Regions from separate parts of the Mus musculus genome. Here all the other regions are linked to region 3. The links are chromatin contacts, called in public promoter capture Hi-C maps. All regions are on one chromosome and are shown on one strand. Each heading gives the region's core, a stretch centred on a gene start, on an enhancer-like site or on the middle of the called end of the contact. The rest is flanking DNA. Distances are from core to core; before and after follow the strand shown.

Region 1 (3,132 bases), core at 452-2,951, 520 kb after region 3:
GCAGTTGTCTTTATCCACTGACCTATTTGCCTCGTTCAGGTTTTAGAATTTTGAGACAAAGTCTGACTCTGTAGTCGAGGCTAGCCAGAGAGTCCCTATATAGTACAGGATAGCCTTAATCCATACCAGTACACTTCCATGGATTTACAGACACTGTGTCTAGCCCAATTCCTATCTTTATTTTATTTTATGTACATATGTAGTTATATTTATGAGAAAACCTACATCCCTAAGCTCAACTAAATAGAGCACTGCGTAAGCATAGAAAGGCAGTTAGTTACATTTTTAGGTCCACAGCGTAATGACTTGTTTAACACTATTTCTGCTGGGCATCAGTGGTGCATACCTTAAGTCCAGGTAAGCAGATCTCTGAGTTCAAGTCCAGCCTGGTTTACAGAGTGAGTTCCAAGACAGCCAGGACTACATAAGAAACCATGTCTCAAAAGTAAAATAAAATAAAATAACCTACTTTTCCTAAGACTGGTGTGGTGGCATATGCCTATACTGTAGCCCCTTTGGTGGCAGAAGCTGCAGGATCAGGACTCCAACTGATCCTCCCCTACAAGGCTAGTCCTAGGCCAGTCCGGGATACATAAAACCCTGAGCTTAGGGGCTGGTGAGATGGCTCAGCGGTTAAGAGCACCAACTGCTCTTCCAAAGGTCCTGAGTTCAAATCCCAGCAACCACATGGTGACTCACAACCATTGGTAACGAAATCTGATGCTCTCTTCTGGAGTATCTGAGTACAGCTACAGTGTACTTACATATAATAAATATTTTTTTAAAACCCGAGTTTAAAGGAAAAAAAAAATCACTGGAGGGAAGAGTGAAACATGCCTTCTGAACGTGACAGAGATGATGCCAAACCTTACAGCAGCTGGGAGTTACTGCTCAAGGCCTGTAGGAGACCAGGCCCATCAGCATTTCACCACAGGTGGGCACGGATTGAGATGCTGGAGAGAAGACTCAGTGTTTAAGAGCTTTTGCTACTCTAGCAGATTCGGCTCCCAAACTCCAGTTCCTAGGTTCTTATGCTGTCTTCCACCTCTGTGGACACTGCAGGCATACTATAGACTTACCTACATGCAGGTGAGAACTCAAATACATAAAATAAGCAAAAAATTAAAAACCAGTCGCCGAGGGTGCGAGGGTCATATTCCCAGTAGTGTATTCTGTTAAAAGATGCCCATGCCCAAGTAAGTAACGCTCACATCCGCAACCCCAGATCAATGCCGTGGGTCACACGCTCCGCAAGAAAAACATACATGAAAAAAGGAACACTTTGGGGAAGAAAGGGTTTTGGTGGAGGAGAAAGAAGTAAGCTAATAATAATGGGGAAATATTATCAAAGCACATTATATGTTATAATTTAAAGCAAAGTTGAAAAGAAAAAACTACTATTCCCAGCATGTCCTTGCTGGTAGCTTTGGGATCGAGGAGCACTAGAACCACATTTCCCGAAATGCAACGCTCACTCAGTCTACTTTTAACCTATGGAAATTGTCCTTATTCAGAGTCCTTCATCCACAATGCATTTGGTACTCGCATTTGGCGACTAGGTCTCTTGATAGGAAAAAGGGCAGTCGCAGAGCATGCTGGGAAGGCGTTAGACCGGGGCCACCCTTGCCAACGCGTGCGTTTAAACTACAACTCCCAGAGGGCCGTGCCCGAGAAGGAAGGCGGGTTCTCCTGCCGGAAGTCAGTTCTAGCCCTGGGCCCCACAACTGCAAGCAGAGCCGGAGCCGCCCTGTTACAGCGGGACCCGGGCCTCTGGGGTCCAGACAGGGGTCGCCATGGTAACGGGGGGAGCGTCGTACCGGGGACAGGCAGAGGGGGGTGGTTCACGTACGGTCCCCGGGGTTTCGGTTTGGAGGTGACAAGCTTCCTCCTGCTGCGGATGATCCGGGCCGGGCGCGGGTTCTCGGGATTGGGGTCAGGAATGGGGATCAGGGGCTGGATGCTGCGCTGCGGGGTGTGCTTGTGGTTCCAAGCAAAGGATTTGGAGGGGAAGGAGTGTCCAGGGGAGGGACTGCCTTGGTGGGAGACATTTGGGGGTGATTTTGAAACCACAGAGGCGGGAGAAGATATTGGAGATGAGGAAGGGATGATGGAAAAGAACCAGAGACTCTACAGACAGGGTAGAGAGGGTTCCTTATGAGAAGGAAGGAGCTGGTTTTAAGGAGAGCTAGTGTTGGGGCAAATTGGATATGGCCAGGGTAGATGCTCTCCAGGGGAAGAAGAGGACCCTGGAGGCCGGAAGTTAGCCCCTGTAGGATTAGAGTTAGGCTGCTGCAAGAGGAGAGAGGGCTGTAGCAGTAGAAAGTGGATTCTAGAAGAAAATGGGGAGCAACTGAACAGAATGTTCCACAGAGGAGAGGTCCGGGGTGCAGAGTAGACTTGGAGGCGTCACATTTGAGGAGGGGGAGCTTTGGGAGAAGGGCTGAGCACTGGATTTAGGGGAACCTCCACCTCCAAGACGGGCCTTTTGGAACTAAGAGTTCTTTGGATAGGGACTTGGAGAAGAAGACTTGGGAGGGGGATGTCAGAACAGGAGGTGAGTAGAGGTCTTGGAGGTTCGATGCGACCTTTGTAAAAAGGGAGGCCAGCCTTGGACAGGGAGAAGGGGTGCTTGTAATGAAGGACAGGTGAAGCTTCCCGGAGTCGGGGCCAAAGGTGCTGGGGTCAGGGGGATGGAGGTTACAACGAACAATGTGGGGAGGTGGTCGGGAGGCTCCCTGAGGGTACAGCAGAGGGATGGATGTAGGGACTAGGGGCTGCTCAGATGTGTTCCCAGGAGTGAAACGATTCTCATTGAGGGAAACAGAAAGAAGTATTGGTTGAAGTGGGGTAGGACACAGAGGGCTTAACTCAGCCTTGCTTCCAGCTGTTCTTCCCTTCTGCTCCTGTGCCCACCCCCTTCCCTTCCTGGGTTTCCCTGGCTCAGCAGAAGTAGTTCTTGGAAGGGGCATGTAACATCCTGTTTGTGGTTTTCTGCTTAGGTTGAATAAGGCAGATAGGTTGAGGGAAGAATGAGGCTCGGGAAAGACCATGGAAGCCAGTAAAGAATCCAGGGCTCAGGGTAAAGACTTGGAGGAACTAGCTCTGCTTTCTGGTTGTGATAACTATGGGTCT
Region 2 (3,142 bases), core at 592-3,091, 650 kb after region 3:
GAGGGTTCCTGCCATCATGCTGTCCTTTCTAACTCTGGATCCCTGCCCAGTTCTCCAGTTGCTTGGTCACCGCAACTTTTAGCCCTCAACCCTCCAACAGCTGAGAGTAAACTGAGGCTTCATTTGCCATGACTGTTCATGTACTGGGGGCTGAAACTAGTAGGATTCTAGACAAAGCCTCAACTATTGCGCCTCATCTCCAGTCTTTTGTTTGGTCTTGCCATGTAGCCCAGGCTAGTCTGGACCTGCAGATCTTCCTGCCTAATCACTTAGAGCACGAGAGTGGCAGACCTGAGCCACCACTCTTGGCACCATGAAAAAAAAATTTTAAAAAAATTTTTGAGACAGGGTTTCTCTGTGTAGCCCTGGCTGTCCTGAAACTCACTCTGTAGACCAGGCTGGCTTCAAACTCAGAAATCTGCCTACTTCTGCCTCCCAAGTGCTGTGAGAGTAAAGGTGTGCGCCACCACTGCCCAGCAAGACTAAATATTTCAGTGTGTGGTGTATGTGTGCACTCACGCACAGAGTGCAGTTGCCTGAGGAGACCAGAAGAGGACAGTGGATCCTCTGATGCTGGAGTTAAAGAGGACTGTGAGCCTCTTTTTCTCTCTGTGTGCCAGAAACCGAACCCAGGTCTTCTGGAAGAGCAACAGCACTCTTAAATCACGGAGCCATTTCTCCAGTGCTGGGATTACAGATATGACTCACCATGCCCAAGACTCAGTTCTTTATGAGTGGTAGAAGCTGTTACTCCAAAAAAAAAATAATAAAAAATAACAGGGTTATACGTGGTGACCCACTCCTTTAATACGAGCACTGGAGTAGGGGGAGTCAGATACAACCCAGAGGTGGTCTGAAAGTAACAAGCCAGTCTGGTCTACATAGTTACAGTTCAGCCAGGGTTACTTAGTGAAACCCTCAAAAAGCAAAACAAAACATAATTATGCTGTTAAACGTTCAGAATAACTTTTTTTTAGATGTAGATGAAGAGCACAGAGAGACCAAATACGTTTCCTAGTGTTACTCTGCCTTAAAGTGGCATAGACTCACCACATCAAAGTTGGTTATTGCCAGATGATCATAAAACATTATAAAAGACAGTTTCACACTATATTTTTCTTTCAATGACAGGCTGTCATAGTTAGCCCAGATTGGCCTCGAACTCACCGCGATTCTACGGCCCCATCCTCCCTTCCAGATCTGAGCTTTTAAGGAGTCAAAGGTCCGTCTGAGAAATGGGCTATTTCACAAACGTTGCCGACACACCGGGTGTAGTGACACATGCTGGCCGCGTGAGGGGGCGCTAGCCCGGCTTGCCCAGTGAGAAGAGGCAGAATGCAGCCTTCGAAAGCAGGCAGGCTCAGATTTAGAACTTCAGAACGTTGAGAACAGAGCATCTCAGAAGACTGAGAACAAAGCCTCTTAGAACCGTGAACAAAGGCCCCTGCGAGCTCAGACTGGTGGAACTCAGCTCCACCGCACCTGGAAGACAAAAAAGACCTCAGATTCTCTTCTGGTCAAAGCATAGAATATTTCACCCAGGGTCTTGTAATTCCGTAAATGTGCTGTTTTGATGAGACAGAAACTCGCTGTGTAATCCAAACTAGCTTGAAATTCACTATGTAGTTTAGGCTGGCCTTGAACTCTCAATTCTCCTCCTGGTTCAGCCTCCCCTATGATGGAATTACAGAGCCGGTTTGAACAGGTCCTGCTTAAAAGCATAATCAAACCGTAAGATGTTCAATCCGCTTTACTTCTGAGGGTCTGGGAAAGCTGCCTGGAAGAGGAGGCGTGATCCGGATTCAATCATCACTGATGATCCTTCTGCGCAGACTCAGAAGCTGAAAGTTTGGGAGGGGCGGCAAGAGCAGCTGCGGAGCTGTCACGTGGATCCAGTCTCTATTTATAGACCACCCTTCCCTGGACCTGGAGAGCCCAATGGCAGCCAGCGCTCGCCCGCAAGGGGGCGGAACCAGCTCCAGAACCAAGCGACTGGCACCAATGAAATTGGAGCAAGGGCGGGCTTGCTTCATTGTGATTATAAAGAAGGCGTGGCCACAGCCCCAGGATCGCCGCACAAAGGGGCGTGGCGAGTCTGATACCCCCGTAGGTAGTCCTGGGCATGCGTTGTTAAGGAAAAATGGGGCGGGGCGGAGCCCTGCGTCACGGAAGGCAACAACCAATAGTAGGTCGTTGTCGTGCCTTCAGGGGCGTGGTCATGTAGATGAGGCGCGGGTGGGCGGCCCAATGGGCGGGCGCCTATGCAGATGAGACGGTGACAGCCCGGCCAGCGGGCGGGCGGGCTGCTGGGGCGGGGAGGTGGGACCGGCGAGAGGGGCGGCCGTGGGGCCCGGCCGGGCTGGGGCGGGGGGCCGCAGCCATGATCCGGGCCTTCTCGTTCCCGGTGAGCCCGGAGCGGGGTCGGCTGCGGGGATGGTTGGAAGGCAGCCTGGCCGGGCTCTGCGAGTTGCATTGGCTCCGAGAGAGGCAGGAGTACCGCGTGCAGCAGGCGCTGCGGCTGGCCCAGCCCGGGATGGGGGGCGCCGAGGCTGAGGACGAGGAGGACGCCGAGGAGGACGAGGATGCGGCAGCGGCGCGCAGGGCCGCAGCAGCCCTGGAGGAGCAGCTGGTGAGGGGTCGCCTGTCCGTGCGTCCATCCATGCATTCCTCCCTCCCCCATTCGTTCCCCCACCTCCCTGCTCCTGTGTCCGTCTGTCTGTCTTGGTAGTGTATGCTCAGCACACCGGTCCTAGGGTAGGGGAGCAGGCAGGGGGAAAGAGATAAGACTGGAGACCTGGCTTTTCCTACCCCCAAATAGAGCTGATAGGGAGGATGCACGGCCTCCGTTGGACTCAGCATGGACCCTGTTAACCGTCCTGGATGCCTAGTGTGTGTTAAACCAAACATTCGTCTTCTTACAGATTTCCTATTTCATGAGGGTTTGAAAGTCCCCATTTTACAGAGAAAAAAACTGAGGCTTAGAGACAGGAAGAGACTCACCCAAGGTCACACAGCCGGCATTCAAACATAACCTCCCTCTGGGCCCCGCTACCCGGAATCCATCTTCATCTTTCCTTAAGTCTCGGGGTGCTTGGAGATCCCTGGAGGGGGCGGGGTGGGGGAAGGGGAATCTTCAGGCCTC
Region 3 (3,195 bases), core at 172-2,671:
TGCAGTCACAGGGGTGGGAGGGACTTGGTCCCCTCTTGGGAGTTGTTAGAGCTACCTTTGAGTGTCCAGGGAGGAAGACCTTGTGAGTCCCACAAACATAGCAGACACTGCAGAGTACAACACTTCTGAGTAAAGACTGAAGCTCGGTGATGACAGGACTGAGAGAACTCTATTCTAGAAGGGAATGAGGACCAGGCCTTGGAAAGCTGCTAGAAGATGGAGCCAGTGATCCTCAGAAAAAGACTGGGACAGTAAGGAGGAGAAAGCTCCTTCTAGGCAACAAAAACCCTGACTCACACTAGGCCCAACATCAGCACCCATGGCTGCCAATGGGTCTGTTCCCTCGGGCATTTTACTCCTTCATTTGGTTTGGGGTCTCAGGTAGTTTAGCCTAACCTTGAACTCTCCACACAGATAAGCATGACCTTGAACTCACTCACCATCCAGTCTCCACCACATAAGTGCTGGGACTGCAAGTAAGCACCATTATGTCCAAGTATGGCTTACCGGGCCATCTTCCCAATACCTCTCTTTCTATTTCTCTATTTCTCCCTCTCTCCCCTCTCTCTCCTCTCTCTCTCTCTCTCTCTCCCTCCCTCCCTCTCTTCCTCAGACCTCCATTTGAATTTCTCCACTTTCTCCATCTTGTTTCAACTTTTCCTCAAATTTATTTATTTTTGGAGACAAGAGTCATCCTATGTAGACTGGGTTGGCCTTTAACTCACAATCCTCCTGCTTCAGCCTCCTGTGCTCAGATCCAGCACCTAGCTCCCGGCCCTCTATTTGTTTACAGTTCTCCAGTCAATACTTTTATCTACCAATGGTGCCTTTCTTTACAGCTACCACTCCGGTATTTCTGTGTAGTCTCAATCACATATGTATACATATATGTTCACTTTCTCACAACATTAAGACTATTTCCACTCTATTTTGCTAAGCTAAATAAGCAGTGCGAGGAACGCAAATCTGGGGTGCATTTCTTCCTTTCGCCATTTTTCAGCACGACTCTACTATCACCTCCAACTTTCAAGGTTCTGTTTCAAACTCCATCTTTTCATAACTGTGGGTCTCACCACCATCCAGGCTTTCTTGCCAATCTCTTCCTGGCGCCCTTGTGAGCCTCTCTTGCAGGCACCCCATCACCCTGGTCCCCTTTTCTCTCCCTTTCTCAGAAACTTGTTCCCTCTGTGGTTTCAGTTCCGGGCCTCTTGGTCCTCCAGCTTCTAAGAATCGCGCACCGCCAGAGCTCTCTGGGTCCTGGCACATTCCTTCATTAAAATTGGGGTTCTCTTGACTCCCCTGCTCGCTCGGAACTATAGCCCCACACAAATCCTGCACCAGGGACCAAAGCCACGCAGACACCCCGCACACACGCCCCGCCCCTTACCTCCGAAATAGCACGGACGCCTCAACTTCCGGTCCTAAATGGTCTGCGCCTGCGCACGCTCCCGCCACTCTCCAGACTGCGCATGCGCAGATCGCGAAAGCGCGACCTGGCCTCTCCGTACAATGAAGCCCAATAGGGAGTAGCGGGCGGGCCAATGCCCATCGCACAAAGCGCTCTTGGGCACCTGGCTTCAGGCAGTGTTTTGGGTGATTTGACGCCCTCTAGAGGCCAGAGGAGGGGTTATAGGTAAGTGCCAGTCCCTAGCCGTGTCCTCTCCACAGCCCTGTAAACCCAGAATTACTAGAAAGTCAAAAGTTTCGGGTCCAAAAAACAAAACAACGCACGCCTCTAATCCCAGCACTTGGGAGGCAGAGGCAGGCGGATTTCTGAGTTCGAGGCCAGCCTGGTCTACAGAGTGAGTTCCAGGACAGCCAGAGCTACACAGAGAAACCCTCTCTCAAAAAAACAAACAAACAAACAAACAAAAAGTTTAGGGTCAGCAAGGGAGCTCAAACACTATTAAAACAGTCCCGTGACTGGGCGAACTAGTGCACGCCTTAAATTCCAGCACTTGGGAGGCAAAGGGAGGTGGATCTCGGTAAGTTCAAGGCCAGCCTGGACTACATAGTGAGTTCAGGTCATCCAGGACTACATATCTAGACCATCTCAAAAACCTAATTAAATTAATAAGACAGTCATGTGGTCACTCTATCACTATAACTCACTAATAAATAATCAGATGTAACCCCAGCAGCCTTAAGCCAGGGACCAGCTCTGTGCTGATCAGTCTTGTGTCCCCTTAAAGCCCTCTCTAGAGCCACACATGTTAAATTAATGACTAAATGGGTGAGAAAAGACTCCAGAGAAAACTACACAGTACTCCTCGATGTGCCAATCACTGGGGAACTGAGCCTCAGTTTCCCCATCGATAACCTAAGAAAACTTGTTGCAAAAAAAAAAAAAAGTCGCTGAAAAGCATATATAAAAATATATAGGCCAGGCTGGGTTGTAGCCAGGTTTTGAGTTCTCTGTTTCCTCTTCTGGTTTCTCTGTGCAGCTCACTTTTTCCCCCCATTCAGATATTAGTGCACTGAAGCTGTCATCTCTGACCTTGCTTCTAAAAGCAGCTCCCTCCACAGAGCGGGCATTATTGCTCAATATTTTATTTCTTTGCTTATTCATGTATTTCAGACAAGAACTTTCTCCTTTGCCCAGGCTCCAACTACTCATCCTTCCACCACCGCCTCCTGAGCGCTGGAATGTTCTTCACCCCGTCCTATTTAATCTTACTTTTGTGACTATCTCTGTGTCCTCCAGTAAGATGTGTGCTCCGTAAAAGTGGAGAACTCTTCTGTTTTGTTCACCAAAGTCTCCTCTGTGCAGAGAAAGAACCCCAGACCTTAAGAATGTACCCCTCCCCAGGTAGTACAATACTAAGGGTAAAGAAGACATTTGGGGGCTGGTGAGATGGCTCAGTGGGTAAGAGCACCCGACTGTTCGTCCGAAGGTCAGGAGTTCAAATCCCAGCAACCACATGGTGGCTCACAACCATCCGTAATGAGATCTGATGCCCTCTTCTGGAGTGTCTGAGGACAGCTACAGTGTACTTACATATAATAAACAAACAAACATTTAAAGAAAAAAAAGACATTTGGAAGCATATAATCTAAATCAATGATTTACCAAGGGACTTATATTCACAGCAAGCAGTAAAAAGAAAGTTTATGCACCTTTTTTTTTTTGAGACCGGGCCTCATGTAGCCTAGGCTAGCCTTCTTATGTAACTGAGGATGGGCTTGAACTCCTGG

What was found. Promoter capture Hi-C pulls out the DNA fragments that hold promoters and counts their contacts.
Region 1: a contact with region 3 is called in a promoter capture Hi-C map of liver, with 4 times the contacts expected there. The contact joins the promoter of Ap2s1 here to the promoter of Dhx34 in region 3. A contact is called at or near these places in 2 of 39 promoter capture datasets (liver and maxillary cranial neural crest) and 1 of 484 Hi-C or Micro-C datasets (B cells).
Region 2: a promoter capture Hi-C map of second pharyngeal arch cranial neural crest shows a contact between it and region 3. The contact joins the promoter of 9330104G04Rik here to the promoter of Dhx34 in region 3. A contact is called at or near these places in 2 of 39 promoter capture datasets (cranial neural crest and second pharyngeal arch cranial neural crest).

What each region holds. Positions count from the first base shown.
Region 1 is chr7:16,736,743-16,739,874 of GRCm38.p6, forward strand. It overlaps Ap2s1 (adaptor-related protein complex 2, sigma 1 subunit), which reads left to right and starts at 1,702. Exons shown (of 5, transcript NM_198613.2): 1 at 1,702-1,796. The coding sequence starts at 1,794.
Region 2 is chr7:16,873,045-16,876,186 of GRCm38.p6, forward strand. 9330104G04Rik (RIKEN cDNA 9330104G04 gene) reads right to left here and starts at 1,842. Exons shown (of 2, transcript NR_152128.1): 1 at 1,168-1,842. Dact3 (dishevelled-binding antagonist of beta-catenin 3) reads left to right here and starts at 2,273. Exons shown (of 4, transcript NM_001081655.1): 1 at 2,273-2,629. The coding sequence starts at 2,381.
Region 3 is chr7:16,220,611-16,223,805 of GRCm38.p6, forward strand. Dhx34 (DEAH (Asp-Glu-Ala-His) box polypeptide 34) reads right to left here and starts at 1,422. Exons shown (of 17, transcript NM_027883.3): 1 at 1,388-1,422.